Regions from separate parts of the Mus musculus genome. Here region 2 is linked to region 1. The links are chromatin contacts, called in public HiChIP or PLAC-seq maps. All regions are on one chromosome and are shown on one strand. Each heading gives the region's core, a stretch centred on a gene start, on an enhancer-like site or on the middle of the called end of the contact. The rest is flanking DNA. Distances are from core to core; before and after follow the strand shown.

The links. HiChIP or PLAC-seq counts read pairs in DNA pulled down with a chosen protein or histone mark.
Region 2: a contact with region 1 is called in an H3K27ac HiChIP or PLAC-seq map of microglia, with 4 times the contacts expected there. The contact joins two enhancer-like sites. A contact is called at or near these places in 1 of 484 Hi-C or Micro-C datasets (CD8 T cells) and 1 of 115 datasets of contacts at active chromatin or transcription factors (microglia).

Annotation. Positions count from the first base shown.
Region 1 is chr5:142,368,877-142,373,501 of GRCm38.p6, reverse strand. No RefSeq gene overlaps it. Among named protein-coding and RNA genes, the nearest start is that of Gm31068, 5.5 kb to the right of the region's middle. Within about 2 kb of position 2,086, at least 81 of the 459 cell types and tissues checked have an H3K27ac peak or open chromatin away from gene starts, as enhancers often do. A contact at or near this core is called in CD8 T cells and microglia, where this site is marked.
Region 2 is chr5:142,926,446-142,931,070 of GRCm38.p6, reverse strand. No RefSeq gene overlaps it. Among named protein-coding and RNA genes, the nearest start is that of Actb, 22 kb to the right of the region's middle. Within about 2 kb of position 1,825, at least 285 of the 459 cell types and tissues checked have an H3K27ac peak or open chromatin away from gene starts, as enhancers often do. A contact at or near this core is called in CD8 T cells and microglia, where this site is marked.

The sequences.
Region 1 (4,625 bases), core at 837-3,336:
GTAACACTGTTTCTCCTCCCACCTCTAGGTGGGTTTGGGGATTGAACTCAGATCCTTAGCCTTGCAAGACAAGCACCTTTATTCGCTAATCCCTTCCCCTCCCCATCATTGTCTCGTGTAGCCTAGGGTGGATTAGATTGACCTCCCTATGATGACCTTGATCCTTCTGATCTCATCTCCTGATCCTACACGCTCCACCCTTCTTTCTATCTCTCTGTGTGTCCCATCTGTTGTCATTAAAATAGCGAGACTAATACTTGTATAAGAGTACAAATACACATGGATGGATGTATATGTGTGAGATATTTTGAGTAAGGGCTCTTGTAGCTCAGGCTAGCCTTGAGACCCCTAAGTAGTTAGGAATGGCCTTGCATTCCTGCTCTTCCTGCCTCCACCTCCCAGGTGCTGGGATTTTACATGTGCACCGTTGTACCTGGCAGTCGATAGAACCGTCACACCTAATAAATGAAACAAGCAGGTAACTCAAACAGTGGTAGGGTGGCCTCCCATCAGGCCAGCACGGGAATCAGCAGAAGCCAGTGGCCATGTCTGAAGTGAGCTTGTCTGCGCTTGATTTACCTGTTTACAAATGCACAGCGAGGGCTGAGAGGTGTCTGTAAAGCTATGGTGGACAAAGAGCGCTTTCAGGCAAGCCATTGCCAGCAAGCCTGTGGGAGGCTGGGCAACCACTACCTTGCTGGCTCATGAGACTCTCCTAAAATGAGTTTCCCAGGAACTGGAGACCTTGCAGAATCCCGCTTATAAAGGAGAGAAGGGGCCTGGCCCTGGGATCAGCATCAGCTGAGACCGGTTCAGGGCAAGAGCCCAGCTCTCCTCTCTTTAGGCTTGGCCTCCTGTGGCAAAAATGAAAGGAGTAAGCTGTGCTTGGCTCCACTGATAAAAGGAAAATGGTGGTGATGGTGGGGAGAGATGGCTCAGCAGGACATTAACATATAGACGTAAATTAAAAATAAAACAAATCTAAAAGGCAGAGAAGACACTGTCCTCAGGTGCACAAACACACATGTAGACATGAACATATGCATTAAAAAGAAAACAAGTCTAAAAGGCAGAGAAGACACTGGCTGTTGGCCTCTGGTTTCCATACACATGTGTGAGTGTACACCTCTTTATTTCCCTACAAACCCTCGGAAGCCAAACCTAACATTTACCAACGACTGAACAATATAGCATTCCTTACCAGTTAACACTGAACACTGGGGAGGTGGAGACGAGCTGCGACTTAAGGCCACGTCTGAAGAAGGAAGGAATGGAATATTTGTTTTTACTTTTCTTTTTTTAAAAATCTTTCTCTAAAAATTTGTTCTCTCTTCTTCGTTTCTTTAGGAAGTGAGATTTTTGTTTCTTTTTTTGCCTATGCTCTCATTGTGTACCTAAAAAAAACCAAAAACATTCAATCGGGTCTTTTTGATTTCTAAAAAGACAAGGGAGGGGTTGTGAGGGCCCTCCCTCACCCAGGCTGCTTTCCTAGAGTTCACAGGGCTTTTGGTCACGTCCGTCTGCTCCCCCTCCTTCCGTCCTTCCGTCCAGTCAGGCTTCTCTTGTTTGTTTGTACGAGTCTAGGAGGCCCAAGGATCTATGCGGTTGGCAGAGAGAGGGGTTTGTGGGCTGAAATCTTTCTGCTTGGGTCTCCGCAAAGCTCTTCCTGCTTAGAAAAGAGGTTTTTGTGTGTCTCCCTTTTTTGGCCTCTGAGGCACGGGGGTGGGGGTGGGGGGCGGGGGTGATTAATAGAAGGCTACCTCAAGATTTCAATAGGGCCACAGCGTGAGCTCCCAGGGCCGGCAGGGCCTTTGTTCCGCAGAAATCTGCGATAAAGCCTTGGTGGCTGCCTGCTTGCAACCCGGGGTCCTCGTTCTGTCTGTGCCAGGCCAATCTCACGACCTGAGCAGCTTGGGAAGGTCGGGGCTAGAGCTGGAGCACAACAATTCTAGATTTCTTTTGTGAGACCCCACAGAGGGGAGATCGTGTGTGAGGGTGGGACTGGTCACCCTGAGAGTCCTGGGTAAAGGGGACAGGCAGCTCCTTCCCTGGGTTTCTGTGATAGAAGTGTGCCAGAAAAAAATGAAGGCCTATGAATGGGACACAAGACACAGGGCTCCCAGCACTGCTAACCTTCAGACAGGGTGTGAGGTCAGCCTAATACCACAACAGAAGCTTTCGCTTGCGCGGACCTGAGGGCTCATGGGAGGTGATGAGACTCGATGGTGTTAGACAGCAACAGCAAGGGAGACATTAGTCAGCAGGTGGGATGGGTCCCTCCTGGGTGTAAAACGTACTTCTTGGAGGTTAAATAGGGGTCATTAGAAGTTATTATGGTCCATGAAAGCAAGGATCAAATGGGATATTTAATTTTTTTTTCTTTTTTCCTCTCTCTTTTTTTTCTCTCCCTCTCCCTCTCAGTGTTGAGGACTGAACCCAGTGTTTCTGGCATGCTAGGCAGGTGCTCTACCACTGAGCCACACCCCAGTCCCTCCCTGGGAGATTCTAGGCAGGGGATCTACCACTGAGCCACACCCCAGCCCCTCACTGGGGGATTCTAGGAAGGAGCTCTACCACTGAGCCACGCCCCAGCCCCTCACTGGGGGATTCTAGGCAGGGGCTCTACCACTGAGCCACACCCCAGCCCCTCACTGGGGGAGTCTAGGCAGGGGCTCTACCACTGAGCCACACCCCAGCCCCTCAATGGGGGATTCTAGGCAGGGGCTCTACCACTGAGCCACACCCCAGCCCCTCACTGGGGGATTCCAGGTGGGTGAGCTACTAATGAGCTTCAACCCAATCCTCTTTGACTTTCCTTTTGAGACAAGGTCTTACTAAGTTACCTGGGCAGGTCTTGAGCTCCGGTCACACAGGCAGGCCTTGAAATTGCTGTCCTCCTGCATCAACCTACTGAGTACCAGCCCTGGCTCCTTCCTCCATTTTGGCTCCATGTTGACCTGTAGTCTATCAGAGAATCCTGTCTGTGCTCAGGGTGGTGTCCTTGTCTCAGCGGCTGGACCCCCATATGTCCTCTGGGACACACCCTCACAGGAGTAAGTGTCCTTTACTCATCTCCTAGGCAGCTCAACGTCTGCATACGTTCTGATTATTATGTGTGTGTTTATGAGTGTGGGTACACATAATCTTACAAATGTATGTCCTAATGATGGTTACTACTGTAATAAAAAACCATGACTAAAGCCACGTGGGGAGCAAAGGGTTTATCTGGCTGACATTTCCACATCACTGTTCATCCTCAAAGGAAGTCAGGCCAGGAACTCAAACAGAGCAGGAACCTGGAGGCAGTAGTCGATACAGAGGCCATGGAGGGATGCTGCTTACTGGCTTGCTCCTTGTGGCTTGCCCAGCCTGCTTTCTTATAGAACCTGGGACCACTAGCCCAAGGATAGCACCACCCACAATGGGCTGGGCCCTTCCTTATCAATCACTGAGAACCTCACCTGCAGCCTCGCCAGCCCACATGTAATACAAATGAATGTCTCCTGTACTTTGTCAGCTGCTGTCCACTTACCTTTTATTCTGAGACTGTCTCTTGTTGGTCTGGAACTTGTCAGTTATAGTAGGTTGACCAGCGAGGGGTTATAACCATGATTCACAACACCAGGATGCTTTTAAAAGGTGGGCTCTGGGGCTTGAACTTGGGACTCAACTTTGTAAGGTAAACATTTTAACTGACCTACCATCTCAGCCCAAAATTTGCATACTGATCAGTGTGGGAGTTTGACCAGCTCTGTTTCCAACTTGGCCCATTTATTTCTCCTTTAAAATATCTGGTGCTTCTCTGCTCCTGGGAGGTTACCATTTTGATTAGTGGGGATACCTGCTCAGGAAAGCACAGAACTCCTGGACTCAAGTGATCCTCCTGCCTCAGCCTCCAGAGTAGCTGGTGTGTGCCACTGAGCCTGGCTCAAATTTTGCATGCCCAAGTGTGGAGAGCCGTGAGCAATTGCCATCATGAGCCTCTGCTGTGCCTAACTGGTAAACAAGTAATGTGCGCAGGTGCAAGAGTAAATTCGTGCCAAGTCACTGCCTATCCCGGGGCGTAGTAATGGGATGATGAGTGAGCAGCTAATCAGGAGCTGACACGTCACATGGAGGGGTATATAAGCAGCATCATTTTCCTTGTTCGGGGTTCTTCTTCTTTGGCCTATGCAATCAATGCTCTCCCAATAAACGTGTGCAGAAGGATCCTGTTGCAGCGTCGTTCTTCCTGGCCAGTTGAGCGCGTGCAAGACCCAAGTCTAAACTCCCAGTTTACTTATATGAGTAAATTTGGAGATAGGGTCTCTACAGAAGTGATTCAGGAAAGATGATGTCACCACTTAATTCAATTTTCCTGGTATAAGAGGATTGGGAGGCAGAGGGGGACCCTGTGAGGATAAAGGGAGGAAAGAGCAAATGCCAGCCCAAGAGACAGGCTTCAGTGGGGCCAACTCTTCGGACCCCAAGATATCCAACCTGCAAAACGGGAAGAGAATGAGTCTGTGGTGATGATCACAGTGGTCCACGCTGCCTGCTGAGAGCTGTTCTGTGGATTAAGTAAAAAACTGGGGCCAGTGCAGGGAGGCCTCATGGGATTCCTCTATGACAAAATGCCAGCCATT
Region 2 (4,625 bases), core at 576-3,075, 560 kb before region 1:
ACCTACTGTGTACGTGGGACTCATGCCTCAGCCTGTGTGTCATAGTTTCATAACAACCCCTAGTTCGGGGGACGGGGGTGGGGGGGTGGGGGGTGTTTCAACCTGTGGGCCACATATCAGATCTTTATATGTTACAATTTGTAACAGTAGCAAAACTACAGTTATGAAGTAGCAACCAAATAACTTTATGGTTGGGGGGTCACCACCACATGAGGGACTACATTAAAAGGTCACAGCGTTAGGAAGGTTGAGAACCACTGCTCTAGAGAGATTAGTGTCTTATAGCCTAGAAGAAACAGGGGAAGAGGTAGCTCACTCAGTTCGGGACAGCCATTTTGTCTCTTTGTTTCTAGAAAGTATCTTTTCTTGAGGCAAGGTCTCATTGTTGCCTTGGCTGGCTTGGAACTTGGTATGATGGGCTTTGAACTCTTGATCCTCCTGCCCCTCTGCCTCCCTAGTGCTAAGATTATAGACCTGCATTGCCCGCCACACCAGGTAAGACATTTCCAATCTATGGAAAAGTACAGATCTGAAGGAATACAAGCATGGTGCCCACAGACCAACTGTTTCTTCCCCAGCTAAAAGCACTGACAGCATTCAATTCCCAGCATCCCCATGGTGGCTCACAACTGTCTGTAGCTCCAGCTCGAGTGCCTTCTTCTGGCCTCGAAGGCACCGTCTGCACCTGGTACACAGACACTCATATAGACAAAAACACCCATGCCCATTAAAAATTAATATTTTTTTTTAAAAGATTTATTTATTTATTATATGTAAAGTACACTGTAGCTGTCTTCAGACACTCCAGAAGAGGGTGTCAGATCTCGTTACAGATGGTTGTGAGCCACCATGTGGTTGCTGGGATTTGAACTCTGGACCTTTGGAAGAGCAGTCGGGTACTCTTACCAACTGAGCCATCTCACCAGCCCGAATATTTTTTTTAAAAATCCAAAAATCCAAACAGGTCAGTGCCTACCTGGATACAGAACAGGTTCGGGCCAGCCTGGGCAACATATTGAAATCCTGTCTCAATATAAATGGTTAAGAAAATAATAAAATAAGTCATGCATTATGGGGCAGAGCTTTAATTCCAGTACTCGGGAGGCAGAGGCAGCCAGAGGCCTGCCTGGTTTATGTGGCTCTTGGAAGGTGGAGACTGCAGAATGACTTCAAGGCCCAGCTGTATACTGTTTATGCCAGCGCTCCAGAAGCAGGTAGATTTCTGAGTTTGAAGCCAGCCTGGTTTACAGAGTGAGTTCTAAACCAGCCAAAGCTACATAGTGAAACCCCGTCTCAAAAAAAAAAAAAAAAAAAAAACAAGAAAGAAAGGGTTCAAGGCCAGCCTGACGACCTACACAAGATCTTATTTCAAAGAAATACAGTCTAGAACATTCAGAGGGGGAGCACTGGGCTAGCACGGATGAGGTACTTGCTCCAACACCAACAAACAATGCTCTCCTAACCTCTTTATCCAAGCTCCCTCCCAGCTCCAGGGTAACAGCTGTGCCTTCTGGAAGCCCTTCATGCATTCCTAAGCCCAAAGTAATGGCTTACTCTTGAGATTCCAGCACTCCGAGGCTAAGGCAGGCTAGCCTGGGCTATCTGAGATTCCCTGCCTTCACCCAACCCCCACCCCATCCCCACTTTCTCAAACACAAGCCCGGGTGTGTGCCCGCGGACCCTTAGCGGTCCCCTCTGCAGGGCGCCGGCACCGCGGATCCCCTTAGGGGAATCGGAGCCATTTCGAAAGGCAGGACCACACCTCACATCCCCTGCGGGCTTCGCTCTCGAAACGGGAAGTCGGCGGAGGAAGTCGCGCGGGCAGCCGCCGGCCGCCGCCGCATGACTAAGTTTGGCGCGACTTGCGCTCCTTGCCTTTTATGGACGACTCGTGGGCAGCGGCCGCGGGCGGGGATCAGAGGGAGGGGACACCCCAGCCCCCCAACCCTGCCAAACCCCAGTTCCCACTACAAACCCAGCTGTGCACCGCTCTCCCCATCTGCAGGCCAGGCCCCTCCCTCCTTGAAGTACAGAAATGGAAACTGAGGCTCTGAGCTTAGATGGAGAGCGGCTCAGGGTCCTGCATAGTACTTGAGGCCAAAGGACAGCCAAGGGCCCCAGCTCTCCAGCCCCTTGGCCTGGTTGGATGACTGACATTCCCAAGGCGGGTGGGGAGGGAGGCAGGACAGAGCTTCTTTAGAGAATTGAACCTAGGGCCTAGAACATTCCACCAGGCTGTAGCCACAGCCTTGCTTTTTCTTTTCTTCTTTTTTAAAAATTGTATTTATGGGGGACTTTTGGGATAGCATTGGAAATGTCATTGATGAAGATACGTAATAAAAAAAATTGTATTTATGGCCTGGCATGGTGACACTGACCTTCCAGCAACTGGAGAGGCATTGGCAGGCAGATCTCTGTGAGTTCGAAGCCAGCCTGGTCATAGTGAGTTCCAGGACAACCAGGGCTACCTACTGAAACTCTCTCAAAACCAAAAAAACCAACAATAACCAACAACAGCTATTTGCATGGCATTCTCTTTATTATTATTATTATTATTATTATTATATTAGACAAAGTCTCACTGTATATTCTTGGCTAGCTTTGAAATCACAGAGATCTGTTTGCCTCTGTCTCCCTGAGTGCTGGGATTAAAGCCCTGTGCCACACACACTCCTAGCTAAGATTTATTGATTTATTTATTTAGTGGTTTTGGAGTGATATAGGGTCTCATTGTGTAGACCTGGCTGGCCTAGAACTCACAGACATCTATAGCAAAGGTGTGTGGCATGGAGTGGTGGTGCACATCTGGCAATTCATTTTGTTTGACTATGTGTATGAGTGTGTGTTTGTAGGTGGGTATGTGCATGTAACTGTTGGTGCCCATGGGAGCCAGACATATAGGATCCCCTGGAATTAGAGTCACAGGCAGTTGGGAGCCACCAGACATGGGTGCTGGGAGTCAAACACAGGACCCCTGTGAGATCAGCAAGTGCTCCTAACCACTGAGCCACCTCTCCAGCCCCTATCAGTCATTTGTTTTTGAGATTGGGTTTCACATAGCCCAGGCTTCCCTCTGCCTCCCTATGGAGGCAAGGATGACCACTAATTTCTGGTCCTTCTGCCTTCACCTTCCAAATGCTGGCATTACTGACAGGTATCGTCATATCCGGTTTACGCTACCCTGCGCTGAGGGTCTGAGTCCCACATCTCATGCCTGCTTGACCAGTGCTCTTCTGTGGGAGCTATGTTCCCCGCCCTCCAACCCTCTTTACTTTTTGTGGGGCGGGGGGCGAAGTGGAATGGAGGCACGCTGCTAAATTGACCAGACTGTCCTAGAACTCATGACCGGCTCCAGCTTTGCCCTTCCAAGTAGCTAGTACAGGGGCACCATCAGGCCACACTGGAACTTTGTGTGATGAGCTTCCAAGTTTTGATCCTGGCCTCGCTGTGTCTATGGTCCTGGAGGAGTAGGCTTCTCAGAGGAGACTTGGAGTTTGAGCCTTGGCAGGAAGCATCCCCGCTGACAAACAGGGATACTGAAGCTGTAGACAAAAAGTTGGGTGTGGAGACTCACTTGTAAGCTCAGCACTGAAGAAAGCAGGAGGATTGCTACAAGTTCCAGGCCAGCTTGGACTGCAGGGTGAATCTGAGGTCAGTCTCATTTGGAGAAAGACTTGTCTCCAGAAACACTAATGGAAGGCAGACATGGCGGCCCTCTTATGTAGACACAGCACTTAGGAGGCAGAGCCAAGGGAGCACAGCAATTTGGGGATGAGCCTAATCTAGGCAGCAAGTCCCTGGCTAGCCAGGGATACAGAGCTACGTCTCTGCTCAAACAAACAAACAAAAACAAAGAATAACAACAAACTCCCAGTTGATCCCGGTGGCATGAACCTGTCATCTCAGATGCTACGGAGGCAGGAGGATTGGAAGTTAAAGCCAGCCCTGGCAATTTAGTGTGATTCTGTCCTGAGAGAAAGGGAAGGGAGGCTGACAGGATGTTGCTCAGTGTGATAGAGACCTCTTGACTAGTATGTGAAAGACCTGGGTTTAATCTTCAGCAGGGAGAGACACAGAGAGAGACAGAAACCAAGAGAGGGAGACAGACAGAGACCCGGGGGGAGGGGTTGCGGTGTGTGTGGGGGGGGGAGAATTTGTAAAAGAGACCAAGGTAGCCCCTTGGGGCCCCAGGGCATCTTTTGCCTATGACACCCTAATTACCACAAATCCACAGCCCAGGTCTGGCCACCCTGGGGCTTCAGTCAGTATTTTCTGCCCAATTTGGGAACAAGAGAGAAGAAAGCGAGAAATGTCCGCAGGGTCCTGTGCAGGAGCCTGTAGTGGGGTTCCCAGATAGGGATCTCATGAACCCCCAGGTGCTGGGGCTTCATCCTGTTTCCCCAGGTTGGCCCGCTGCTCCCTGAGGGTAGAGGGGACAGCTACGCTGAGGCTCCCACGCCCCCTCCCTACTCTCCAGAATTTAGCCTTTTAAGGAGAGGAAGTTAGGCCAAGTGGGCTGGGCTAGCTGAGGGGGTGGGGTAGGGACTGGCTTGGGCCTGCAGGGAGCCTGGGCCAGGCTGTGCTGGACAGGGACGCGCGGTGGGGGGGGGGGGGGCTGCCTGGCT